Linked DNA regions of Mus musculus: regions 2, 3 and 4 are each linked to region 1. The links are chromatin contacts, called in public promoter capture Hi-C maps. All regions are on one chromosome and are shown on one strand. Each heading gives the region's core, a stretch centred on a gene start, on an enhancer-like site or on the middle of the called end of the contact. The rest is flanking DNA. Distances are from core to core; before and after follow the strand shown.

Region 1 (2,700 bases), core at 193-2,692:
AATTTAAATATTTGCTTCTGTTCATAAATGATGTCAAGGGATATTGATATTGAGGAGTGGAAACTATGTGAGGAATTGTAGGGTACTGAATATGTTGAAATGGTGATTTTTGAATTTTGAGGCATGTAAATTTTCTTAGAAATGCATTCAGAGATATTTATTTATTTATTTAGGGGGGGGCTGGAGAGATGGTTAGGAGCACTGGCTTCTTCCAGAGCTCCTGAGTTCAGCTCCCAGCAACCTGTGTACACATGGTGGTTCACAACCATGTATAATGAGATCTGACATCCTCTTCTGGTGTGTCTGAAGACAACAACGGTGTACTCATATACATAAATATCCATATACAAAATCTTTAAATTTATTTATTTATTTATTTATTTATCTATTTGCTAATTTATTTGAGACAGGGTCTCACCATGTGGCAATGGCTGGCCTGGAATTGGCTATATAGACCACGTTGGCCTGGTACTCACAGAGATGATCCATCTTTGCCTCCTGAGTGCTGATATTAAAAGCATGTTCCACTATGCCCAGTGAATCAGAGATTAAATTCTTAAAAAGAAAACATCAAAGAATAATGTTCCGGCTAGGTCTTGTCAGTTTGATCTAAGTTACCATTATCTGGGAAGAGGAACTTCAGTTGAGAAAATGTCTTTGTTAGATTGCCTATATACAAATCTATAGGGCATTTTCTTGGTTAATGATTGATGTGGGAGAGGCCAGGCTCACCAGGATGTGGTGTGACCCCCTAGGGGATCCTGGATGATATAAGAAAGCAGGCTGAGCAAGGCATGAGGAGCAAACCAACAATCTGTGTTTCTCCAAAGCTTCTCTGCTTCAGTTCCTGCCTTCAGGTTCCTTTGAGTTCCTGCCCTGACTTCTCTCAGTGATGGTGTGTGACCTGGGAGTTGTAAGCCAAATAAACCCTTTCCTCCCCAGGTTGCTTTTGGTCATGGTGCTTTTATTATAGTAATAGAGCCATTTACAAATTTAAAAAGTAAAATAAAAACTACACAGGAATTACATAAGCTTATAGAACTCTTTAACTTTATAATGCTAGTGATCTTGTTCCCTTTAATGGGTGGAGTAGGGACCGGTGTTGCTCATGTGCTGGGAACATAATGGGTGCCTGGCATGTGCATTTTTCTCAACTGTCGGGTTCAGCACACTGTAAACATACATTTCAACCAGAGCGGACCTATTTGCCTTGGAGGAAAAACGAGAGACTAGGAGCACTTCCAGCACAAAAGACTGCAGTTATCTAGTTGCACCGCCGACTAGCACAGCGCGTGCGCGGTCCAGAACTCAGCGCGAAGAGGAGGTGTGACAGCTGGCGCCTGCGCAGTAGCAGCCCAGGGAGGCGCCGATCACGGCACATGCGCGGGGAGTAGAAGGGGGCGGCACCGGTGGATAAGGGGCGGGCGGAGGGCGGGAGCCGCAAGGGAGACAGGGCGGGCCGAGGGAGCGGCGCCGTGGGGTTGGCTGTTGCCCTGAGGCCGGACTCAACGGACCGGGCCGCGCCACCGGGCGAGCTCGCCGCCCGGCCCCAGCCCGGAGCCAGCGAGTGAGCGAGGCGGTGCCGCGCGGTAAGAGCCGGGGCAGGGTCTTCTCCGCTTGTGCCGCGGGCACGTTCGTCTCCTCAGCGCCGCCCGCGCGGCCAGGCCCGGGCGGCCCCGCAGACCCTGGCGGCCCCGCGCCTGCGCTGTCCCCCCTCGTCACCCCCCCCATCCCCAGCCATCCCGCGCCTGCGCCGTCTCCTGCCCGGGCGGACCTCACAGCTTGCCCCGCAGATCCCCCGGGAACCCAGGCTGGCGTGGTACCCAGCTGGCTGGGGGTCTCATCCCTGCGGAGAGGCTGGGTGCGACCCTGGTGCTTGTGTTCCCTGTGGTGTCGGGAGAGACCGGGCATTCATCCTAGTTCCTTGCCCTGGGCTGGGACAGGTTGCCTCCCCATCTGGTGCATTGAGGGTGGGGAGCAGGAGCGGAGGTCCCCCGAAGGCTGCGCCCTGCAGTGTTAGGACCTGGCTGTTGGAAGCTGGCAGTGTTCTTTATTCTTGAGACTTGGCTAATTATGTCAGATTGGATGTGGATGTTTCTGTGTGTTGTTGAAGAAATGCTGCATTTTCATTAGAGGCGTGTGTGTGTGTGTGTGCATTTTCATTAGAGGCTTGTGTGTGTGTGTGTGTGTGTGTGTGTGTGTGTGTGTGTGTGAGAGAGAGAGAGAGAGAGATAGAGAGAGAGAGAGATAGATAGATGGTGGCGATACCCCAGAGAACACTAGAAAAGAAATCGGTTTCTGGTGGGCTTAGCCGCCTAAAACCAAACAAAAATTTCTGTGATCATTCAAATGCAGGCATCCTTGATTTTTTGTTTTGTTTTGTTTTGGGTTTTTTTGTTGTTTGTTTTTTGTTTTGTTTTTGTTTTTGTTTTCACTCTCTTGAAGATCAGTCCTAAAGTGCGGCGGGGTGAGGGGGCACCCTTTGACTGTCATGACAGAGAATCGTAAAGTTTGGCCTACACCTGTAATCCCGAGGCCAAGGCTGGATGAGCTCCAACTGGGCTGCAGAGTAAGGCCTTGTCTCAAACTACAAACAAAAACAAAACAAAAAACAAATCGCGGAGCCCAGGAAGGCTTCTTGTCATTCAGGAAGCTAAATCTTGAGGTGAAATCAGCTGTGGACTACAGGCAACAACAGTT
Region 2 (2,700 bases), core at 128-2,627, 3.9 Mb before region 1:
GATGATCTACACAGCTAAGGTTTATTAAAAAAAAAAAAAAAAAACAAAAACAAAACAAAAACAAAAACAAATAAACAAAAAACAAACGAAAATTTGGCTGCGGGTAAAAGTTGCTGTCCTCAGTACCGAAAGATGCCTGTTTCCTACCACTCTAACTCAGAACATTTTCAGTCAAGTGTAGCTGGAAAGGTTGATAAAACGTTTGGGGAGCCAACCATTTCTTGTGAAATCAATTACCAAACACATTATCCACTGTTGGCGCATTTGCTTCTAAAGCGATCCCAAACACCACGTTCCCAGCAGCAAGGACTACCGCTGTAAAATGTTAAAAGATACTTGAGATAGGGGACAGGCCAACAAGAGAAGTGGGTGCGGTAAAGAATACAAAGAGAGGGTTGGAACCGATCCTATGTAAGGACTGACTGTCCCTTCGATTGTCTTCCTCATTCTCTATTCACACATCAAAGCATCCAAACAATTTAATTTGTGGTCCTTAGTGTTGTGTCTTCAACTCTACATCTAAGTTTATCGTGAGGGTGTGAAGAAAAAAATACAAAACAAAACCAACAACCTGCTTAGCTTACCTAGCCATGAATCACAGCCAGGAGCTCATCTTGCTGTGTATCAGCAACTATGTTCTCAGTACAGCTATGTGACCTGAAGTGGCAGCTGCGTGCAGAACCACCAAAATAGCAGGGGCAAGAGCTCTCTGCTGGCTCCTCGGCCCCAATCTCGCGTTCCCAGCCCTTTCCTCCCACTGAGCACCAGCCGACTGCAGAGCCCAGAAAGACCCAGCCCCACGCTCTGAGAATAAAGGCCGTAGGCCCACCACACCTTCCCTGCCCTCTCGGGGAACCCGGGGTGCGAACACAGCAAGGAGGGCTCCGGGGACATTGTGAGGACGCACAGCGGGATAGGGGACGAAGGCCGCCCGTTGCAGAGCAAGCCCCGGCCCAGCGGGGATGCACACACCCCGGGACAATCTGGCCACCCCACGGGCACCCGCACCCGAGGTTCTAGGCTCATCCTGGAAAGGGCACGACCGGATCGGGTCGCCCCGAGGTTCCAAGTACCCAGACCTTGCGGATGCACGCCTCACCTGTGCGGGCCGATCCGTACCCCGGCCTCCCCAGTGTCCGCGCCCCTCCCACACCGTGCGCCCCGGGTTCCTGGGGACATCTTGGGGACACCCAGGCCGGTTCTGGCAGCCACTCACTTTCTGGATCCGCTTCAGCGCCATGGGGCAGGCGGCGGGGGCTGCGGAGTGTCCGCGTGTCCCGGGCTGCCGCCTCGCAGGGCTGCTCCGTGTGCGCCCGGGCGCGGTGCGCGAGTGTGCGGGCGGCGGCGCCGGACTCTTTTGTTTCCGCCTTCGCTTGCTGGGAAGGAGCCTGCGCCCTCCCCGCCGCGCCCCGCCCGCCTGGCACACTGGGAAGTGTAGTCCCAGGCTCGGCCTCTGCCGCCCGCGCGGACGTCGTCCGGTCACCCGTGGGTGACAGCTGCGACCAGGCTGCTGCCGCTCCCTGCAGCCGCTCTGCAGAGCAAGGTCTCGAATCTGCAAAAACCCAGACAGCAGGTGAGCTGTCGCTCCTAGGAGCTGCTGTGAACCACGGCTCGCTCCTCCTCGCACAGACCCTGCGGCGGATCTTAACTTCCTTTGCAGATAATTCTGACTCTTCCCCGCTCGCCCCTGAGGGCGTGAGGAGTCTTCGTCAATTGTACTCCACCTTTCTTTCTTTCTTTCTTTCTTTCTTTCTTTCTTTCTTTCTTTCTTTCTTTCTTTCTTTCTTTCTTTCTTTCTTTCTTTCTTTCTTTCTTTCTTTCTTTCTTTCTTCCTTCCTTCCTTCCTTCCTTCCTTCCTTTCTTTCTTTCTTTTTTTTTTTTTGAAACAGGGTTTTCCTTTATGTCTTTTTGTCTCCACCTCCCAAAAACGGGATTGAAGACAGCTTTCCACACACCCAACCGTTACGTGGTCTCTGGCATCCGAACTCAGGTCCTCAGGCTTTGCGGCAAGCAGTTTACCCACTGAGGTGTCCTCCAGCCCCTTCTCAGTTCTTGTGATCTCAGATCTTGCTTGTCCTTTCAACCATGACTTCTTGGCTTGGCACCTGCAGGTCAGTCTTGGATTTCTGACGGCGTTGGTCAGTCTTAGGTTTCTGATGACTAAAGTCAATCCATTCCTTATCTAAAATGGTTTTGAATCCCATATTGCTTCTCAAAACACTCAACGCTCACTGTCGCGGCTTCCACAGTGTCTCTGCAGCTGGATCAGCCACATCTGGGAAGTTCTCTTCTCCGCCTTTGCAGTGGTCCACAGAAGACCAGCCCCACGCCCTCTGCAGAAACTAGAGATGGGTTGCGGCCCAGAAAGCTTCGAGGGACTGTGCTTTGCAGAGGTCCCCTCAAGCAGTCCTGCTCTGTCTGCATATTGGTCTACTTTCCTGTCCATCCGCCCCCCCTCCCCTTGTGTGTGTGTGTGTGTGTTTGTGAAATTATTTCCCAGGAGCTGTACTCCTTGTTTTTTGAGACAGAGTCTCTCACAGGGACCTGGAGCTCACCTATTGGGCTAACCTGGCCAGGTATCTGCTGTCTTTACCTGCTCAGCACTGATTTTACACACAAGCCCCACCATGCCTACATTTATGCTTGCTTGTCAACACTTTATAGACATTGTCTTCCCACTTATTATTATTATTAATTATT
Region 3 (2,789 bases), core at 20-2,519, 4.0 Mb before region 1:
AAGAACTTCTATTAGTTAAAAAAAAACTTATACAGACTACCAAAGAAAATGACTGTACTAGATGCTCTGGTAATGCAAATCAAAGATTGCAATTAAAAAAAAAATCATATCAGAGAAGATCATAAGCCCCAAACTCCTTACCTGGGTGTTTAGCTTTAAATTTGGGTAGCTGTTCTGTGGAAAATCGAAGGTATGAACTCATAGGTTTCTTTGGATAGCTACCCATGCTGGAAAAACACTTCGGAATACAGACAAGACTACACACAAGTAAAAAGAACGGAATGTCAGATACGTGTAACAGTCATACACAGATCTCAGATTCTAAGTACAAAGTCAGCCAAGGTGCTGTACATCCAACACCTCCACCTAAAATGCTAATAACTAGCCCAGCAGTTGTGGCACAGGCCTTTAATCCCAACATTCTAGTGGCAGAGCAGGTGGATCTCTGTTAAGTCAATGACAGCCTAGTCTACAAAAGGAGTTCTAGGACAGCCAGGGCTATGCAGAGAGACCCAATCTTTTAAATTAAAAAAAAAAAAAAAGTCAACCAATCAACCAAAAAAATATATAATCGTAATAACCTTTGAGTGCATTTCCCTTCCCTCTGCTGTGCTAAGAATTCAATTAAACGCAAGGGGCTTCAGCTGTATAAGCTCCATAACCGACTTACTTTAACAACCTACCCTAAGCAAAAAAATAAAAGAGGTTGCAGGGCTGAGGCTTGCAAACAGGGCAGGTTTGGGTGACCTAGCCAAACCAAAGAGGGGTGAAGCAAGTCCTAGCATCATGGGTGACCTAGCCAAACCAAAGAGGGGCCTGCAGGGCTAAAACAAGTCGTGGCATCCTGGGTGACCTCCTGGCAGCGTCCGGGCGAGCGTTCCGCGCCACAACTTCAGGGCCCGCCTCCAAGGCAGAAGGAGAGCGCCCTAGGCGCCGAAAGGTAGAAGGTGACAGGAAGTGGGGTCGGGTACCAAAAGGCGCGAGACCCCAGGCGGCCCGGAGGACGAGGGTGGGACGAGGGCAGACGGACGCCTGAACGAACGGCGTCCCTCGCCCGCGGCCTACCTGATAGACGAGGGGATGCGACCCCCGCAGCCCGCGCACATCTCGACCCCCGTGCGCCCCAGTGCTTTTAGCACGCTCCACATTCCCCGGAACAGCGCCATCGCTCGGGCCGACGAATGATGGCCCGGCGCCGTCCGGTTCGTCTCACGCAATACGGTGCCTATGGACTGCCACACTACCAGCGTGGGAACTCCGGGGGCTTGTTATCATGCCCGCCGCGCGCGGGGTACTGTGGGAAGCCCGGACTTCCGGTCCGCGGCAGGAGGCGGGGAGGACAGGAGGTGCTGTGCGTCCCCCACCGCTCAGTGGGCGGGGCCGGGCCGAGGAGGGGGCGGAGCCTGAGGCTAGGGAGGGTGGGCCTGGTCTAAGGTGGGTGTTGCTGAGCGGCGGCTTACCCCCAGGCCCCTGCCATGTGTTCTCCTGGGCTGCCTGCGTGCTGTTGCTGGACCATGGGCCTGGGCTGCCTACTGAGCTTCGTGACGCTGGTGCTGCGGCTTGTGTCACAGTGCCTGGCTACTGAAGTTAGAGATCCGTGGTACTGCTGATGCCCCAACAGCAAACTGCATGTTTCATGAGTCCGCAGGAAAGCCCACAAGGCTACTGGAGGGGTGGAAGAGAGGGAGGAGTGGTCTTGAAATGGATCGCCTTATTTATCTTCTCTTTAACAATTAATAGAAAGGAATGAGGGTTCCCAAGATGGCCCAGAGCCTGGCAAGCTGAGTTCTATCCCCAAGACCTACATGATTAAAAGAGAGAACCAACTCAAACAAGTTGCCCTCTGACTTTGACATACACACACACACAAACATGTACACAAAAGGAAATGTGTCACGAAAAAAAAATTAATAAACTGAACCCAGCTTGATGGTGCAGGCCTGTAATCCCAGCCCTTGGGAGGCGGAGGCAGGCATTCAAATTCATCCCCTGCTACATAGCAAGTTCAAAACTACATGAGACCCTGCCTCAAAACAAAAACCCAAACAACTAGCCCTCATAATAGCAACAAAGCAAGAATATTCTTCACTTGATCTTCTCCAAAAGGCTGAGAAGCGATAGCAAAAATATTCTTATATTAATACCTGAGCAGGGCATGCCAGAGCCCTGAATATTGTTTCCCACTTTGCAGATCACGTGGACTAGATGAGCTTAGCCAGCCAAACCACTGAAATTGTGGGACCAGGATGGACTTGAGGTAGTGTACAGTTTGTGTCCTACAAAAAACTCAATTTTTGTTTGTTTGGTTGGTTTTTTTTTTTTTTTTAATTCAATGGCATGGAAAAGATTAGGAAGATCTAAAAATGGTCAAGGGCTTCAATCTGTTAAAATATGTTGCTTAAGGTCTGGGAATGTGGCTTAACTGGTAGGGATGCCTGCCAGGATGCACAGAAAGCCGTTGGCTTAGATCCCCCCCATAAGCCAGGATCCTCACATAGAGCAGGCATGGTGTCTTAAGCCTCTAGTTCCAGAACTTGGGAAGCTGAGGCAGGACCACAAGTGCAGGGTTATCCTTGCCTACAAAGTAAATTCCAGGTCAGTCAGGCTAGAGACTTTGTTTCAAAGGTAAAATAAATAAATAACATTTAAAAATAACTATGTCATCCATCAGGCTCAGAGGTGAATGCTTTCACTCCAATCACTCTGGAGGTAAGAAGTGGGTAGAGATCTGTGATTGAGAGTTTGCTCTATATACAAGTTCCAGGTCGGCCAGAGTTAGCATGGTGAGA
Region 4 (2,700 bases), core at 112-2,611, 3.9 Mb before region 1:
TACAAGAGGATTTCAAGGTTAGCTTGGGCTATAGAGATCATGTCTCAAAAAGACAAACAAAACAGATTTTTAAAAACCACGAAGAAAACTTAAGTTCACCAAAGTGGATGCATTTAAAGGAGTCCCCAAATGGCTACCCTTTAAAATAAAGTTTGCAGAGAATCATTTCTTTTTGTCTGTAGTATTTTTAAACTATCTGCATGGGCTTTAGCATGATGGCTCAGTGGGAAAAGGTGCCTGCTGTCAAGATGGATGACCTGGGTTTGATCCCTGGGACTCACAGGGTGGAAGAGAATCCGCTCCTACAAGTTATCTATTCACTTCCACACAAGCCATGGCACTAGGTACAGACACACTCACACAAATAAATGTTAAGAAAATAAAATAAAAAACTTGTTCTCCCTATCTGCCCAGTCAGTTTCGTCGATATTAAGTAGAACTTTCCAGTATATAGAACCAACCTACTACAAAACTAAGGTCCCACTTCCCCAGTCAGTCACCCTGTGGGCAACCAGGCTAGAGAGGCACGGTTCACCCCCCAAAACCCCCGTCCTTCCTGACACCCTGACGTTGGGGACTGGTCACGTTAGGGATAGTTACAGAACCGAGCAGTATAGACGATCCCTATTTGCTGAATGAATCAGTGGGGCTCACTGTAATTTAATTTTTTTACTTTTACTCAACTAAAGGTTAGAAGTAACCAAACCCTGGGGTGTGGCGTTTTTATATCGGGGCAGTCAGTCACGCATATCGCACAGGTTGTAGTAATTTTAACAGTTGATCACCAGGGACTTTACACTAGCCAAGTTTCACAAATTCAATTCTAGTCAGATTTCTACAAACTTCTGTTTTCAACGCTAGGGAAAAAGGCCATTTTCAGTGGTTTCTCAGACCACTGTCACCAGCGGCCGGATGCAAAGTACGAAAGAAACTTGGAAATTGAAGACCTTGGATTGGGTTTCTTTACCTAGAATTACAAAGCCAGCAAAAGCAAAACACCTACGACGTGACCAGTCCCCGGTGTCAGGGTCTCAGGAAGCGCAGGAGCGTTTTGGGGTGGACTGCGCCCCGCTATCTTGGTTGCTCACAGCGTGGCTGGCCCGGGAAGTGGTCCAGGGCCGGGATGCCGGCCCGCACCAGCATCCCCCGAGCGCTCCGCAGGCCTGCGCCTGCCCTTGTGCTGGTCAAGGTGACAGTCCGGATAAGGGTGGCGGGGACCGGCCGCGGGCGGCTCACCTCGCACAGCGGAGTTGGAGCTGAGGCCCATGGCGCGGGCAGCAGGAAGGCCGTGGCAGGACCGCGCGAGCGAGCGCTGGGGACCGCGGAGACTTGGGCAAGACGCGACCTCGGGGCCCACTCACTGCCACTGCGCAGGCGCCGCGGCAAGCTGGGAGCGCGTGTGCCGGCGCGCCGGTAGAGTCGCGCATGCGCAGCTGGTCCAACCCGGCAGACGGGTGAGGATTTGACAACCGCGGGATAGCCTTAGGCGCCAAGGCGGTGACTGCGTCTGCGCCGCCCGGGCGAGCCTATCCAGGCCGGGTTTTACCGTCGGTCCAGTTGAGAGCGTTTCAGGTGACTCAGGACAAGTACCTGCAGGACTGTCGGCCGATGGCCTGCCGATCCTTTGACTTTTGGTAATAAGTTACACAAGGTGTGGCCAGCTCAGCTGTGGGTCCTGCAAATCTGACCAGCTCCACTGTGGGTCCCGCAAAGACAGATTTTGCCTTAGGATGCCAGTGCAGGCACACGGGCATCGATGGAGCTGTGTCTAGAGCTTCCTCTAGCCACATTGGGCCTCCATCCCTTCAGCCTCTGACCCTGCCACTCATGCATCCAGAAAGTCCCAGAAAGACAAAAACAAAAACAACTTGCTTCGGCTGGTGAAGCAGCTCAGCGGCTCTCTGCTTTCACAACGGTATGGTGTTTGCCCAACATGCACAACACTCTGCCTTCAATTCCCAGCATTGCCATGAATAAATAAACATAAGTAGACTGTCCACTTAGAAAAACGATTTAGAAGGCTGCAGTGGCTTAGATGCCTAGGACCAGCTTCTGCATGGAGAGGGGTTCTGAGAGAAGGGGTGCCTGGGAGCGGCGAAAACAAACGACTTGGGTCCAAGCTGGCGGCCTTGGTTCTGCTAAGATGGCTTTCCAAATTGCCCGCCCTCTTTCCCTCCTTCAGTCTGTCTCTCTCTCTTTTTCTCTCTGTGTTCTGCTCTGATGTAGACAGATTTTCTTGCTATTTTACAAATTCTGATTGAGATAGCTTTCTCTGCTAGTAAAACTAGAAGCTATCAGGAAAAACTGCTACAAAAAATTATTGGATCTTCAAACCAAGTCGGAAATTCTCTCAAGAAAATATTCTTGAAGAGCTGTTTTCGATCTCCAGAGATCTCCATACAGCTCTGCTCTCCTTAGAGGAAATTCTATTTTTTTTTTTTCTTTTGGTTTTTTGAGACAGGGTTTCTCTGTATAGCCCTGGCTGTCCTGGCACTCACTTTGTAGACCAGGCTGGCCTCGAACTCAGAAATCCGCCTGCCTCTGCCTCCCAAGTGCTGGGATTAAAGGCGTGCGCCACCACGCCCCGCTTAGAGGAAATTCTAAAGAACTGTTATTGCTGTCTGCTAGCTCAAAAGTCCTGGTTTGTTTTTTTTTTTTTTTTCATTTTTCTTTTTAAATTTACACCTCAATTCAATTATT

Evidence for each region. Promoter capture Hi-C pulls out the DNA fragments that hold promoters and counts their contacts.
Region 2: a promoter capture Hi-C map of the HPC-7 cell line shows a contact between it and region 1. The contact joins the promoter of Ube2d1 here to the promoter of Specc1l in region 1. A contact is called at or near these places in 3 of 39 promoter capture datasets (the HPC-7 cell line, cranial neural crest and maxillary cranial neural crest).
Region 3: a promoter capture Hi-C map of pre-B cells shows a contact between it and region 1, with 3 times the contacts expected there. The contact joins the promoter of Tfam here to the promoter of Specc1l in region 1. A contact is called at or near these places in 2 of 39 promoter capture datasets (cranial neural crest and pre-B cells).
Region 4: a contact with region 1 is called in a promoter capture Hi-C map of second pharyngeal arch cranial neural crest. The contact joins the promoter of Cisd1 here to the promoter of Specc1l in region 1. A contact is called at or near these places in 4 of 39 promoter capture datasets (cranial neural crest, hematopoietic stem and progenitor cells, pre-B cells and 1 more).

Annotation. Positions count from the first base shown.
Region 1 is chr10:75,210,631-75,213,330 of GRCm38.p6, forward strand. It overlaps Specc1l (sperm antigen with calponin homology and coiled-coil domains 1-like), which reads left to right and starts at 1,443. Exons shown (of 16, transcript NM_153406.3): 1 at 1,443-1,589.
Region 2 is chr10:71,283,885-71,286,584 of GRCm38.p6, forward strand. Ube2d1 (ubiquitin-conjugating enzyme E2D 1) reads right to left here and starts at 1,378. Exons shown (of 7, transcript NM_145420.2): 1 at 1,217-1,378. The coding sequence starts at 1,240.
Region 3 is chr10:71,236,775-71,239,563 of GRCm38.p6, forward strand. Tfam (transcription factor A, mitochondrial) reads right to left here and starts at 1,270. Exons shown (of 7, transcript NM_009360.4): 1 at 1,066-1,270; 2 at 142-257. The coding sequence starts at 1,166.
Region 4 is chr10:71,343,488-71,346,187 of GRCm38.p6, forward strand. Cisd1 (CDGSH iron sulfur domain 1) reads right to left here and starts at 1,362. Exons shown (of 3, transcript NM_134007.4): 1 at 1,237-1,362. The coding sequence starts at 1,267.